2 separate regions of the Oryctolagus cuniculus genome follow, and region 1 is linked to region 2. Evidence: chromatin contacts called from public Micro-C data. All regions are on one chromosome and are shown on one strand. The core of a region is the stretch at or near the end of the contact, and the rest is flanking DNA. Distances in the headings are between cores, read along the strand shown. Region 1 holds the start of RNF11 (ring finger protein 11). Region 2 overlaps RNF11 (ring finger protein 11).

Region 1 (6,893 bases), core at 3,516-6,015, 44 kb before region 2:
GTTGCTGGTTTCTTAATAAAGACTTAGTCCTTCTCCATCAAAATGATTCTCTGCGACTTTTGATTCTGCCCTCACTCATCCCTCCTTTTCCCTATTAGTCCATTTTATTTATTTATTTATTTATTTGTTTGTTTATTTATTTTGAGAGGCAGAGTGGACAGTGAGAGAGAGAGACAGAGAGAAAGGTCTTCCTTTGCCATTGGTTCACCCTCCAATGGCTGCCGCGGCCGGCGCGCTGTGGCCAGTGCACCGCACTGATCCGAAGGCAAGAGCCAGGTACTTCTCCTGGTCTCCCATGGGGTGCAGGGCCCAAGTACTTGGGCCATCCTCCACTGCACTCCCTGGCCACAGCAGAGAGCTGGCCTGGAAGAGGGGCAACCGGGACAGAATCCGGCGCCCCGACCGGAACTAGAACCCGGTGTGCTGGCGCCGCAAGGCGGAGGATTAGCCTAGTGAGCCGCGGCGCCGGCTTATGAGTCCATTTTTGTAGTTGAATACTTTCCTCAGCCTGCTTCCTGCTCAAAGGAGGTTGGAAGTCCAGAGATTTCTATTTTGGATTGTCTTTGTCAGCTTGGGACCAAACTAAGGACATATTTTAAAAATTGGGGGAGTTTCCTATGTATCAAGTTACACTCCACTCTGTTAGCAAAAAGCCACACCCACAGATCTGTTCAGATAGCCCTTCTCTACCTCAGGTGCCCTGTGAAGTTCTGGGGAAGCACACCCAGGGTTACGAGAAACTCTGTGTGGCAAAGAGGCCTTATGAGATCTGCCACGTGGGTGGCAGGCACCCAAGCACTTGGGCCATCTTCTACTGCTTTTCCCAGGCTATTAGCAAGGAACTGGATTGGAAGTGGGACTCGAACCGGCACCCATTTGGGATGCTGGTATTGCACATGGCAGCTTTACCCATTATGCCACAACAAAAATCCCTAGAGTTTTTTTTTTCTATTTTTAAATTTTTATAACGCTTACTTTTTAAAACTTTCCGGCTCCCTACTAATGCACCTAGGAAGGCAACGGAAGACGGCCCAAGTGCTTGGATTCCTGCCACACACTTGGGAGACCCCTGGCGTCAGCCTTGTCCAACCCTTGCCATTGAGTCTATTTGGGGAGTGAACCAGCAGATGGAAGATCTCTTTCTCTCTGTCTCTCTCTCTCTGTAACTCTGACTTTCAAATAAATAAGTAAAAAGAATCTTTAAAAAAAAAAACAATGAGTGAAAAAAACCAGATACTTTTTCATTAAAAACAAAGACATAAACACACACATTAGCCTAGGCCTTCACAGAGTCAGGCTCACTTCCTCAGAAGCCACTCAGGAGCTCCTCAGTGTCGTCCTCACCCACACCCAGGTTAAAGCTGTCTGGCCTCTCAGCCCAGGCCTGACTGATCTTTGCCACCTCCTCATCACTGGTAATCACTGTGAAATCATGGACAGGCCTCCTCAGTGTCTTCTTCCTGGTGGCATCCATACACGCCTTGGTGATACCACCTCAAGCCCCAGCAAGTTTCTTGATGCAGTCATAGATGCTAAAATCCTTCCAGAATTGCATCAGTGTCTTACTCAGTTGCAGCAAAGTCTGGGCAAAGATCCTCTTCAGGTGGTAGCCCATAAAAGCTGTGATACAGCGGCAGTGTTCGATTTTATATATATATATATATTTTTTTTTTTTTTTAAAGACTTCTTTACTTAGTTGAAAGGCAGAATCAGAGAGAAGGAGAGAGAGAGAGAGAGATACTGTTCTTCCATCCACTGATTCACTCCCTAAATGACCACAAAGGCCAAGCCACAAAGGCCAGGGCTGGGCCAGGCCAAAGCCAGGAAGGAGCCCAAAACTCCATCCAAGTCTCCCATGTGGGTGAGAGGGGCCCTAGTACTCGGGCCATCTTCTGCCACCTCCCCAGGTGCACTTTCTTTTTTTTTAAGATTTATTTTATTTATTTGAAAGACAGAATTACAGAGAGAGGTAGAGACAGAGAGAGAAGTCTTCCACCTGCTGGTTCACTCCCCTGATGGCCGCAAAGGCCGGAGCTGAGCCAATCCAAAGCCAGGAGCCAGGAGCTTCTTCTGAGTCTTCCACTTGGGTACAGGGGCCCAAGGACTTGGACCATCTTCTATTGCTTCCCCAGGCCATAGCAGAGAGCTGAATCAGAAGTGGAGCAGCTGGGACTTGAACCGGCATCCATATGGGATGCCGGCACTTCAGGCCAGGGTGTTAACCCACTGCGCCACAGTGCTGGCTCCAAGGGAACAGGTATTTCAATGTTGTCTCTTAACTTGGGCCATAGCACTGGCCTCAGAGGAACATGCAACAGTCACTCTTTCACCAGACACAGGTGTCCGAAGCAGAGATGGTTTTATATATATATATACACACACACATATATATACACATATACACACACACACACATGCATGGGAGCAAAAATACGAAAACAGTAGAATCAGGATAAAGATCTGAATTTATTTCTGCTAATTTTCTGTTCACCTGTTCTCCATCAATAAGGAGGAAGAATCCAATCCACTACTGGGCCTCAAATATTTCTCTCATCGTCTGGAAAATGCCTATTAGTTTTAGACTCAGAAACATTATCATTTCTTTTCATATGGTACTACAGGACAATGCTATATACCTGTGGGGAAAAAGTATGAAAAATAAAATTTTTAAGAAAAAAATATATGGGGCCAGTGCAGTGGTGTTAGCAGCTAAAGCCACTGCCTGCAGTGCTGGTATCCCATATGGGTGCTGGTTCAAGTCCTGGCTGCTCCACTTCTGATCCAGCTCTCTGCTATGGCCTGGGATAGCAGTAGAAGATGGTCCAAGTCCTTGGGCCCCTGCACCTGCGTGGGAGTCCCAAAAGAGGCTGCTGGCTCCTGGCTTCAGATCGGCGCAGCTCCAGCCATTGCAGCCAACTGGGGAGTGAACATCAATGGAAGACCTCTCTCTCTCTGCCTCTCCTCTCTCTGTGTAACTCTTTCAAGTAGATAAATAAATCTTGACAGGAAGGAAGAGAGAGAGAGAGGAAAGAAAGAAAGAAAGAAAGAAAGAAAGAAAGAAAGAAAGAAAGAAAGAAAGAAAGAAAGAAAGAAAGAAAGAAAGGGAGAGAAAACATTAAAGGAGAGAAGGGGCTCAGAGGGAGCCATCTGTTTACTTCCCAACTGGACTTTGGGCTCCATAATTAGCAAACCGGTGTGATAGTTTCCCTAGTACTTAGGATAGGGTCTAGCACAAAATAAATAAATAAAATAAATCAGCAAATGGCGGATAACATAAAGAGTCCGGATCCTCTTCTCATTGAGTGAATGATGCTCAGGAGAACCACACGCATCCCTCTTGTTTCCTTCCTTGCACAGCTTGTTTGAGCTGTTCATTCACTCAAGCAAGGAGCAGGCTACGCTTCCTTAGGCAGAGCGCCGGGGCTTGCACAGAGGAGGGGCGGATGATTCAGCGTGGTCAGCTGCGACAGAGAAAAGCTCAGGGTCTAAAAGCCGAGAGGAGGTGAAACCCAGAGTGGACTCAGGAGAGGCTTTCCAGGGGAAATGGAGTTGAGTCCTGGGAGTCAAGTGGGAATAATGATTAGCCCGGTGAGAGGCAGAAGGTCAGAAGCGGGGAGAAGTAGGTTTTTGCCAGAGAAACAATATGGGCAAAACCCCCAGCTAGAGGCAACAGTCCCTGAGGTATCCAGAAGTACTTGTGGGGACCAGCGCCATGATGTAGAAGGTTAAGCCTCTGCCTTCAGTGTCGGCATCCCATATGGGTGCCGCTTAGAGTCTGGGTTGCTGTGATCCAGCTCCCTGCTAACGCTCCTGGGCAGGCAGCAGAAGATGCCCCCAAGTCCTTGGGTCCCTGTACCCACGTGGGAGACCTGGAAAAAGCTCCTGGCTCCTGGCTTTGGCCTGGCCCAGCCCAGGCTGTTGTGGCCATCTGGGGAGTGAATCAGCAGATGGAAGATCTCTCTCTCTCTCTCTCTGCCTCTCTCTCTCTCTCTCTAACTATGCCTTTCAAATAGATAAAATTTTTAAAGTACTTTGGAAAGCTTGGAATTTACAGTTTCTGAAGGATGGGACTATGCTTGGAGAGGCAGTCGGATTTGAAAGTTATTTATTTAAAGATTGCTTTAAGGACAATATTAGGAACCCTTTGGAGGTTTTAAACAGGAGAACGACTTCACTCTATTTACATTTAAAAAAGATAAGTCTGTCAACTGTGCAAATAATGGATTGGATGGGGGGGGGCAATAATGAATACAAGAACAGCTGAGTCTATTGCAGGAGCCTGGGCAAGAGATGACCATGGTGGTTGGGAATGTAAGGAAATGGAACACTCTGGGAAAAGAAATGGGAGAAGGAGCTCCCTGGCTGTGATGCAGGACAGGAAAGTGATTGAGATCGGGAGGGTTCATTACTGAGATTGGACTTTATTCCGAAGGGAAAAGTGGGAAGCCCTTTAACATTTTAACAACGGTACGATGATCCATCCACTCAGATATGGGTATATAAATAGATCCCTTAGCAGAGGGTGGTGAGAACACTGTCAGAAGAGTGTACAGGTAAGAGCTGCGACGTCGACGGCGCGGGAGCCGTGTCCGCAGGGAAGCGCGGGAAACCAGAGGCTTCCGAGCGAGCCGGGCGAGGAGCCAAACTGTCAGGGACAGAAGCAGAAACTGACGCAGCCCCAGGAACAGCTGCTAGAGGAGGGCGGGGCCAGCCGCGCCGCGAGAGCCGCCTTCGCCTCCTGGCGCCGGGGGCGGGCCCAGGGCACGCACGGCGGGATGACGCAGGGCCCCAGCCGGCCTCGTTCTGGCCGCCGCCGCCGCGCTGAGGCGGACTAGGATGAGGCCCGCGGCCGCGGCGCGGTTGCCGGCGGGGGCAGCAGCAGCAGCTGAGGCAGCAGCTGAGGCAGCCGCGACGGCCGCGCCCCCCGCTCCTGACCTGGATTAAGCCCAGCAGCCCCGTGGCCGCCGCCGCCCCGCGGGGGGGCGGGGTGGGGAAGTGCTTCGTCTCCCCGCCCCCCCCGCGTCGCGGCTTCGCCGGAGGCAACCGTCTCGACCCCAGCCGAGCCCGCGGCCCAGCCCTGAGCCCCCACCCCCGGGGGCTGGCATGAGCTGCCCCTCGGCGGCGCCGGGGGGCGGGGGAGCCGCCGCCGCCTGAGCTCCGGCCCGTCGCTCGACCCCACCTCGCCGACCGAGGCTGACCGCGGAGCGTGCGAACGACCCCGCCACTGCTTTCTTCCTACCCCAGCTCGCACACACCCGCCCCGGAAGATGGGGAACTGCCTCAAGTCCCCCACCTCGGATGACATCTCTCTGCTTCACGAGTCTCAGTCCGACCGCGCTAGCTTTGGCGAGGGGACGGAGCCGGATCAGGAGCCGCCGCCGCCATATCAGGTAGGGGAGGGTGTGTGTTGGGGAGGAGGGGTGCGAGTACTTGCAGCTCGGGCAGAGATGGAGGGGCTTCTCCGCCGTCTCTGCCCCCGGCCCCGCGGAGGCCTGCCCAGGGGGCGTTGACCCCCGTAGGGCTGGCTGAGGGCTTCTCCCAGTCCGAGAATAGAGGTGCTCCTTCCCCTTCCCTCGGGCGCGCCGTGCAGGGTACTCCCTGCCCTTGAGTTGTGGGATGAGGGGTATGGGATCGTAGCCCCTTGGCCAGTGTCTGGTGGTTCGCTTGTGAAGTTTGGGAGTGACATTATTTTCCTGCCTTTATGCCTACATCGTATGATTTTTCTCATCGCACCGCCAGCTGGATTATGGGTCGGGGAGAAGTGGCTGCCCCCACCCACTCCATTTATATTTTCATGTGATCCCCCCCCCCCCCCGTCTTTGTTAATTGGATCTGGTAGGTGTTCATTTCTTAAGAGCCGGCTCTCCAAGTGGCAGTTTTAGCCCCAGCGACTATTATAAATTTGTTTATACACACACACATTTTTACCCCCTCCGCCTTTGCTCCACCCTTATGACATACCTTTTAAATGTGCTGACTTAATAAAACTTGATTATCTTGAACTTTGAAAACCTTGAAACCTGACTTGGGAATTGCCTTGCGTTACATATGGTCCTCCTTATATCAAAGACTCCTAAATAGGCTTCATTGCTTTTTGTACAACCATTAGTCTCAGTTGTGTTACAGAATTAGTGAGAAGGTTAGGAGCTCTGGAAAACTCAATAGATACACACATGTTATAATTCATAATACATACAAAAACTTTTCCTCTGTTTTCCTAGGTTTAAATGATACTGAGTAAAAACTTTTTTTTCCAGAAAGGTTTGAATGGTAGTCCTTAATGTTTTTTCCTGAAGGGAGTTTAGCTTTCTAATTGGGCAGTCGCCTTTGTTGTTTCATGTGATGACATCATTATCTAGTGTTTTCTTTTGTCTTACCTGTGTAAACCAGTGTCTCATCACACCAGAAAAACCTGATCACATACATATGCTAATTTTCTGACTAAAACCCTGTGGGGGCCTTTCATGGATACTAACGAAGTCCAGTCTTCCTTGTGGCAAAGTCCAGTCTTCCTTGTGGCATACAGAAAACCTCATGACACCTCTTACATTCTGTATTCCAGACTGTCAAATACTGGCTGTTCACACCTCTGCCTTTGCTCCAGTTGCTCTCTTCTTGGAGCCCTTCCCCCAAGGTCGGCCAGGTGGACATCTAATCCACTTTAAGGACTCAGCTGTCAGATCTGAAGTTGTGCAGTTCCTCTCTTTCCTCCCCATCCCTCATCTGCATCCAAGGGAATGAACCAAGAGCTATAAACACTTTAGTGTGACATCTTTGTGTAGGTGGATGTATATCTCACCCTGAGGTGTTCCCTCCTCCCTAAATTTACATTGCATGAAGGTAGGGACTATGCGATTCCAGTTTGCTGTTATATCCATTTACACACTTGGTAT
Region 2 (6,529 bases), core at 1,540-4,039:
ATTATTTACACAGCGAGTTTAAGCACTGTGGATCAGCAGTCAGGGAAAGGTGGGAACCATCCCCCAGTACAAATATTTTTAAAAGTTGCTGCTTTTATACTCCAATCTGTTCAACTCAGTGTCTTTCTCGTACTAAATAATTGATAACAAGCATATCACACCTTTTTTAAACGGATATGATAGAAATTAAAATACGAGGCTGGCGCCACGGCTCACTAGGCTAATCCTCCGCCTAGCGGCGCCAGCACACCAGGTTCTAGTCCCAGTCGGGGCGCCGATTCTGTCCCGGTTGCCCCTCTTCCAGGCCAGCTCTCTGCTGTGGCCAGGGAGTGCAGTGGAGGATGGCCCAAGTGCTTGGGCCCTGCACCCCATGGGAGACCAGGAAAAAGCACCTGGCTCCTGGCTCCTACCATCGGATCAGCGCGGTGAACCAACGGCAAAGGAAGACCTTTCTCTCTCTCTCTCTCTCTCTCTCACTGTCCACTCTGTTTGTCAAAAAATAAAAAAAAGAAATTAAAAAAAAAGAAATTAAAATACGAAGTTAGGGGTATGTGGTAAGAAGGGTGAGGCCACATTCATCTTTAAATACCAGGATGCCTTAGTCATTTCCTTCTGTGTTTTTCTGAAAAGATGCATGTGAATCAAAATTAAATTGTCGGCCGGTGCCACAGCTCACTAGGCTAATCCTCCACCTGCGGTGCCAGATCCCGGGTTCTAGTCCCGGTTGGAGCGCTGGATTCTGTCCCGGCCGCTCTTCTTCCAGGCCAGCTCTCTGCTGTGGCCCAGGAGTGCAGTGGAGGATGGCCCAAGTGCTTGGGCCCTGCACCCGCAAGGGAGACCAGGAGGAAGCACCTGGCTCCTGGCTTCGGATCAGCGTAGTGGGCTGGCCGCAGCGGCTGTTGGAGGGTGAACCAACAGAAAAAGGAAGACCTTCCTCTCTGTCTCTCTCTCTCACTGTCTACTCTGCCTGTCAAAAAAAAAAATTGTCGAATCATTTTAATTATCTAGAAGGTACTGAGAAGGTACTAGGTACTGAGAAGGTACTAGAAGGTACTGGTTTAACACAAAACAAAACCACCAAAATGACAAATATATCCATAATGTGAATTTTATGGTGGCATAGTAATTTAAGACGTTGCTTGGGAAACTCGCATCCTATATTGGAGTTTCTGGGTTTGATTCCTGGCTCCACTTCATATCTAGCTTCCTGCTAATGTGCACCCTGTCGGGCAGCAGGTGATAGCTCAAATGTTAAGTCCCTGCCACCCACTTAGGAATCACATATGGAGTTTCTGGTTCCTGGCTTTGACGTGCCTCATCCCTGTCTGTTGCTAGCCTTTGGAGAGTGAACCAGTTAATGGGAATTCTCTCTCGTGACTCTCAATAAAATCTATTTGTTTGAAAGGGGCAGAGAGAAAGGGGAGAGGAAGAGAAAGAAACAGACAGAGATCTCCCATCCTAAAATTTCCAGATGCTAGTAGCAGCTATGACTGGGCAATGCTGAAGCCAGGAGCCAGGAACTCTGTCAAAGTATTCTCTGTGGGTGGCAGGGACCCAAGTATTGAGCCATCATCCACTGTCCCCAAGGGTTCATGTTAGCAGAAAGCTGGAACAGGGAATAGAGCCAGGACTTGAACCTAGGCACTCTGGTATGAGATGCCAGTGTCCCAAGTGGCATCTTTACTACCATGCCAAATGTCCTGCCTGTGTAGTACAACTTTGTTCTTCTTTTCTGCTTTCTGTGTTCCCTATAAACAGTGAATCATAAGACTGAAGAAATCTAACCACAAAAAAATGCATGCTTAGAAATTTTTACCTAAAATTCTCTCCTACATCACACTGCATCCCAATTCCATTTCACTAAAGTAGCTCAATTTTAAATATTGTGGTTACAAATACAGTTCTTTTGAATAACAAAAAATTTATTTATTTGAAAGGTGGAGTTACAGAAACAGAGAGACACAGAGGTCTTCCATCTGCTGGTTTACTCCCCAAATGGCCACAACAGCCAGAGCTGATCCGATCTAAAGCCAGAAGCCTGGAGCTTCTTCCCTGTCTCCCACATGGGTTCAGGGGCCCAAGGACTTGGGTCATCTTCTACTGCTTTCCCAGGCCATAGCAGAGAACTGAATTGGAAGAGGGGCAGCTGGGACTCGAACCAACACCCATATGGGATGCTGGCACTGCAGGTAGTGGCTTTACCCACTATACCACAGTGCTGGCCCCTGAACAAAAATTTTTTGTTTCTTTAAAAGCCTATTTGATTTGGGGCTTACATTGTGGCATAGCAGGGTAAGCCACTGTCTGCAACACCTGCCACTCAGTGGGAGACCCAGTAGGTATTTCTGGCTCCTGGCATCTGCATGGCCCAGCTTTGGTCATTGTGGCCATTTGGGAAGTAAATCCTCAAATGAATCTCTGTGACTGTTTCTCCCTGTCTCTCTGTAAGTCTACCTTTCAAGTAATCCCTCCCTCTCCCAAAAAAAGTTTTTTAAAGGCTGTGTTAAATTTTTAGACTAGGTAGTTTAAGAACATGATATCGGGGGCCAGCATTGCATTGAAAAGTAAAAAATTGATAGTGTTGAGGCATATGCCACAGGTGAATTCACTGAGAAAATATTCTTGAAGAAAAGTCATTTTGGGGGACTGGTGCTGTGGCACGGCAGGTCAGTGCCACGGCCTGCAATGCCAGCATCCCATATGGGTACCAGTTAGATTCCCAGCTGCTCCACCTTCAATCCAGCTCCCTGCGGAGGCAACTGGGAAAGCAGTGGAAGATGGCCTAAGTGTTTGGGCCCCTGGCTTCGGCCATGCCCAGCCCTGGCTGTTGGGGCCATTTGGGGAGTGATCCAGTGGATGAATGATCTCTCACTATATGTATCTTCTCTCTCTCTCTCTCTCTCTCTCTCCAACTCTGCCTTTCAAATAAATAAATTTGAAAAAAATTGGTAAACTGGCATAATTCCATCGCAACCTATAGAATATTAAATTAGCTTATTGAGTACAGTCTGGTTCATTAATTGCTTGACAGATCTGTTTATATTGATTTATCTGTTGGTGTATTCAGAATGAGCATATCTGGGTAAATTCTTCATGTGGAACTAGTTAAATTAACATTCCATGCAAGTTTTTAAGTGTTGCTTGTTTTTAGATCCTTTAAAAGTAGGTCACATATCTAAATGTGAATTTTTTATGTATTTTTTGTTCTAGAAGTCAATATTAAGACACAATCTGCACAGTAGACCAGCTTGCTATCTCTCCCAGGACCCCTTCTGCTTGCCATATGTAGCCTCCTACCCCCATTAAAAAGGAAAAGCATGATCTCTAGAAATTTTCTTAAAAAATAATCATTTTCTCCATTTTTAAAAATTTAGGAACAAGTTCCTGTTCCAGTCTATCATCCAACACCCAGCCAGACTCGGCTAGCAACTCAGCTGACTGAAGAGGAACAAATTAGGATAGCTCAAAGAATAGGCCTTATACAGCATCTGCCTAAAGGAGTTTATGACCCTGGAAGAGATGGATCAGAGAAAAAGATCCGGGAGTAAGTTTTTAATAAATTTATACTTTTCCTCATGTACTTTGGAAGTCAGACATGCAAGAGAATGCTTAAATGTAGCAATTAAAAGGATTTTCATATCAAAATAGCTAGAAAATGATGGCATGAGTTCTGACCATTTATACTCATGCTGCCTATCCACTGGATTACAGTTGATAATTAGTCATTCAACCATGTGAATGTGAACTGAGACCCAGTATACAGATATTCCCATAGTTTGAGACAGGTTCTGTACCCAGTAAAACAGAGTCCTAGGGCTGTGTTTCCAGAGGTGTACCTCACTCCTCTCACTAAAGCTTTATGGACAAGGCCGGCGCCGCGGCTCACTAGGCTAATCCTCCGCCTAGCGGCGCCGGCACACCGGGTTCTAGTCCCGGTCGGGGCGCCGGATTCTGTCCCGGTTGCCCCTCTTCCAGGCCAGCTCTCTGCTGTGGCCAGGGAGTGCAGTGGAGGATGGCCCAAGTGCTTGGGCCCTGCACCCCATGGGAGACCAGGATAAGTACCTGGCTCCTGGCTCCTGCCATCGGATCAGCGCGGTGCACCGGCCGCAGCGCGCTGGCCGCGGCGGCCATTGGAGGGTGAACCAACGGCAAAGGAAGACCTTTCTGTCTGTCTCTCTCTCTCACTGTCCACTCTGCCTGTTAAAAAAAAAAAAAAAAAAAAAAAAAAAAAAGCTTTATGGACAAAATACTCAGTGGAGATAGTCTTATTTAGGCAAAAAAAATTATGCAAGCTGCATTCATGTTTAGGACTTCAGTAATTTGTAGTATTGGAATTCTTCAGTAAGTTATGCAACCATTAAACTTGTTTCTTAAGGGTTTTTAGTGATAGGAGAAGTCCTGTCTATTTCTAAACTTGTGAAATTTATTAAGCCTGATAAATTGAAGATGAAATTTTACTTATGTGGAATTTTTGTTCCCAGGGCATATATTATCTATGAGGTTTCCAATGAGAACAGCTGTTCTTTTAGGTTGCAAATGGCCTCACCAAAATAGACACGTTGTGATTTACTTTGTTGTAGTTTGACTGTTTGAAGTTCACAGCACTATTTAGCACTAATACTTAACAGCATTGACACTTAAGAGTCTAAACACTGATGAAACACTGCAGAATGGGTTGCTTCTTGAGCCTGAAGAAACCGAGTTAATGAAGAGAGCTTTAATGTAGAGCAGCCCCAATAAGTAGGCTGAAATTAGTGCTTCTGTTTTTACATGTCATTATTAAAATGAGAATTATATTAGTCTGGGATTACACTAAAAACTCAGCACAAAGAACAGGGTTGATAAAATGATGATTGCCTACCTAAAGATGCTTTCAGGTATCTCCCAATGTGGAGCTGTTTTATAAGCTAGCAGTGGATTGATCCCCAGTGTGACACTTTTTTTTTTTTTTTTTCTCTGTTGATTGCTCTTAAGTCTTGCAAATTCCCAGGGAGTTGGAATAAGACAATATGTGTGAATCAGCACTCACTAGGAAAAGTTCCGTTTTGGTGATGACTGAAATGCCACTCTAATGTGTTGCTTGGATTAACACTGTCTTTGTAATGGGATTTTGAAGAAAATTCTGAGTGGGCCACTTCTCTAAAAATGCCTTCTGATTTCTCTCCCCGCCCCCAACAGGTGTGTGATCTGTATGATGGACTTTGTTTATGGGGACCCAATTCGATTCCTGCCGTGCATGCACATCTACCACCTGGACTGTATAGATGACTGGCTGATGAGATCCTTCACGTGCCCCTCCTGCATGGAGCCAGTTGATGCAGCACTGCTTTCATCCTATGAGACTAATTGAGCCAGGGTCTCTCGTCTGACTTCAAGTGAACCATCATTTTGGTGGTTTTGATCTTTTGTCACTGAGCCCAAAGAGCCAGGAATTAGGAATTAAGATCATGCACAAAAGTTTCCTAGAAATTCCTGGATGGCTGCAGATGTTGGGGGAAAGTATGTGATATTTTAGAAATTAGGGGGGAAAGTAGGATGGTATTTTTATGTAAAGCCTTGACCCAGTGTTTAAAAATATAATTGTATTTAGATCTTGTAATTGCTCCAGTACATAGGAATTGTGTAAAGTGTTACAGCAGCTGTATATGTTTAAATTGTGTGTGTTGAAGATTAGGAAAAAGATAGTGGTTATTTTTCCTAAATGAAATAACGTTCTCCCCACCCACCCACCCAACTCAAATTCTTTTCTGAAGTTGCTGGCATTTGGGTCAAGGTTTTATTAAAAGCTACATTTTATAACACTGGCACAAAAAAAAAAAGTAGTTTTAAGCTTGTTTGCACAGTTCTTTTTTTCCATTGGAAATGGAATTCATTGCCTTAGGTCTTTTTAAATAGTGTATTATTATCGTTGGGGCTGGCTCTATGCTTGAAAACCAGTTTATTTATAACCTGTTATAAGTGCTATATTCTGTTTGCAGTTAGGAAATGCAGAATTCAAAGTGGTCTCCTAGCTTGTAAGCAAACTGAGATGCACTATCCCTTTTCTATATGTATTTAAAAAAACTGAGTTAATGGTGTCAAGAAATAAATTCTAGCAAAGTGGGGTTTAATATTACCATTTCCTATGTGTTTTATCTAATTCTTTCAGTTGTTAATATGGTGATAATTGAAAGTTAAGGTAAATTTTAAATATTAAGAGTTTTGATTTATTGAATTATGCCACCAGTGCTTATGTAAAAATAAGTGTAGCACCATGGTGAAACTTAAATGAGAAGTAGTTTCTCAGCTGTAACACTTTTGATTTATTCTCTTTCCTGTGACCTCCTTCCCTGTTGTCTTGAACCATAGCAAAAGGATACTGCATCTCTCATCACTGTAGTGCTGAGGTTATTGAAGTTCTATAAAACACATCTCAGTCTTTGTTCTTGGGAAGATACTTGTTAAGTCCTGCTAGCTAGCTGACGAGACAAAGCAGGGAGAACCAAGATAAATGTGTTTCATGTTTGCACACAAATGCAGAATTTGTATA

What was found. A called contact is a pair of places that touch in the nucleus more often than the background predicts.
Region 1: a contact with region 2 is called in a Micro-C map of ear pinna, with 19 times the contacts expected there. The contact joins the promoter of RNF11 here to the enhancer-like site in region 2. A contact is called at or near these places in 2 of 6 Hi-C or Micro-C datasets (ear pinna and psoas muscle).

What each region holds. Positions count from the first base shown.
Region 1 is chr7:121,713,477-121,720,369 of mOryCun1.1, reverse strand. It overlaps RNF11 (ring finger protein 11), which reads left to right and starts at 4,765. Exons shown (of 3, transcript XM_008265267.4): 1 at 4,765-5,390. The coding sequence starts at 5,268.
Region 2 is chr7:121,667,646-121,674,174 of mOryCun1.1, reverse strand. It overlaps RNF11 (ring finger protein 11), which reads left to right. Exons shown (of 3, transcript XM_008265267.4): 2 at 3,375-3,544; 3 at 5,179-6,529. The coding sequence ends at 5,350. Among named protein-coding and RNA genes, the nearest start is that of RNF11, 45 kb to the left of the region's middle. Within about 2 kb of position 2,789, at least 2 of the 8 cell types and tissues checked have an H3K27ac peak or open chromatin away from gene starts, as enhancers often do. A contact at or near this core is called in ear pinna, where this site is marked.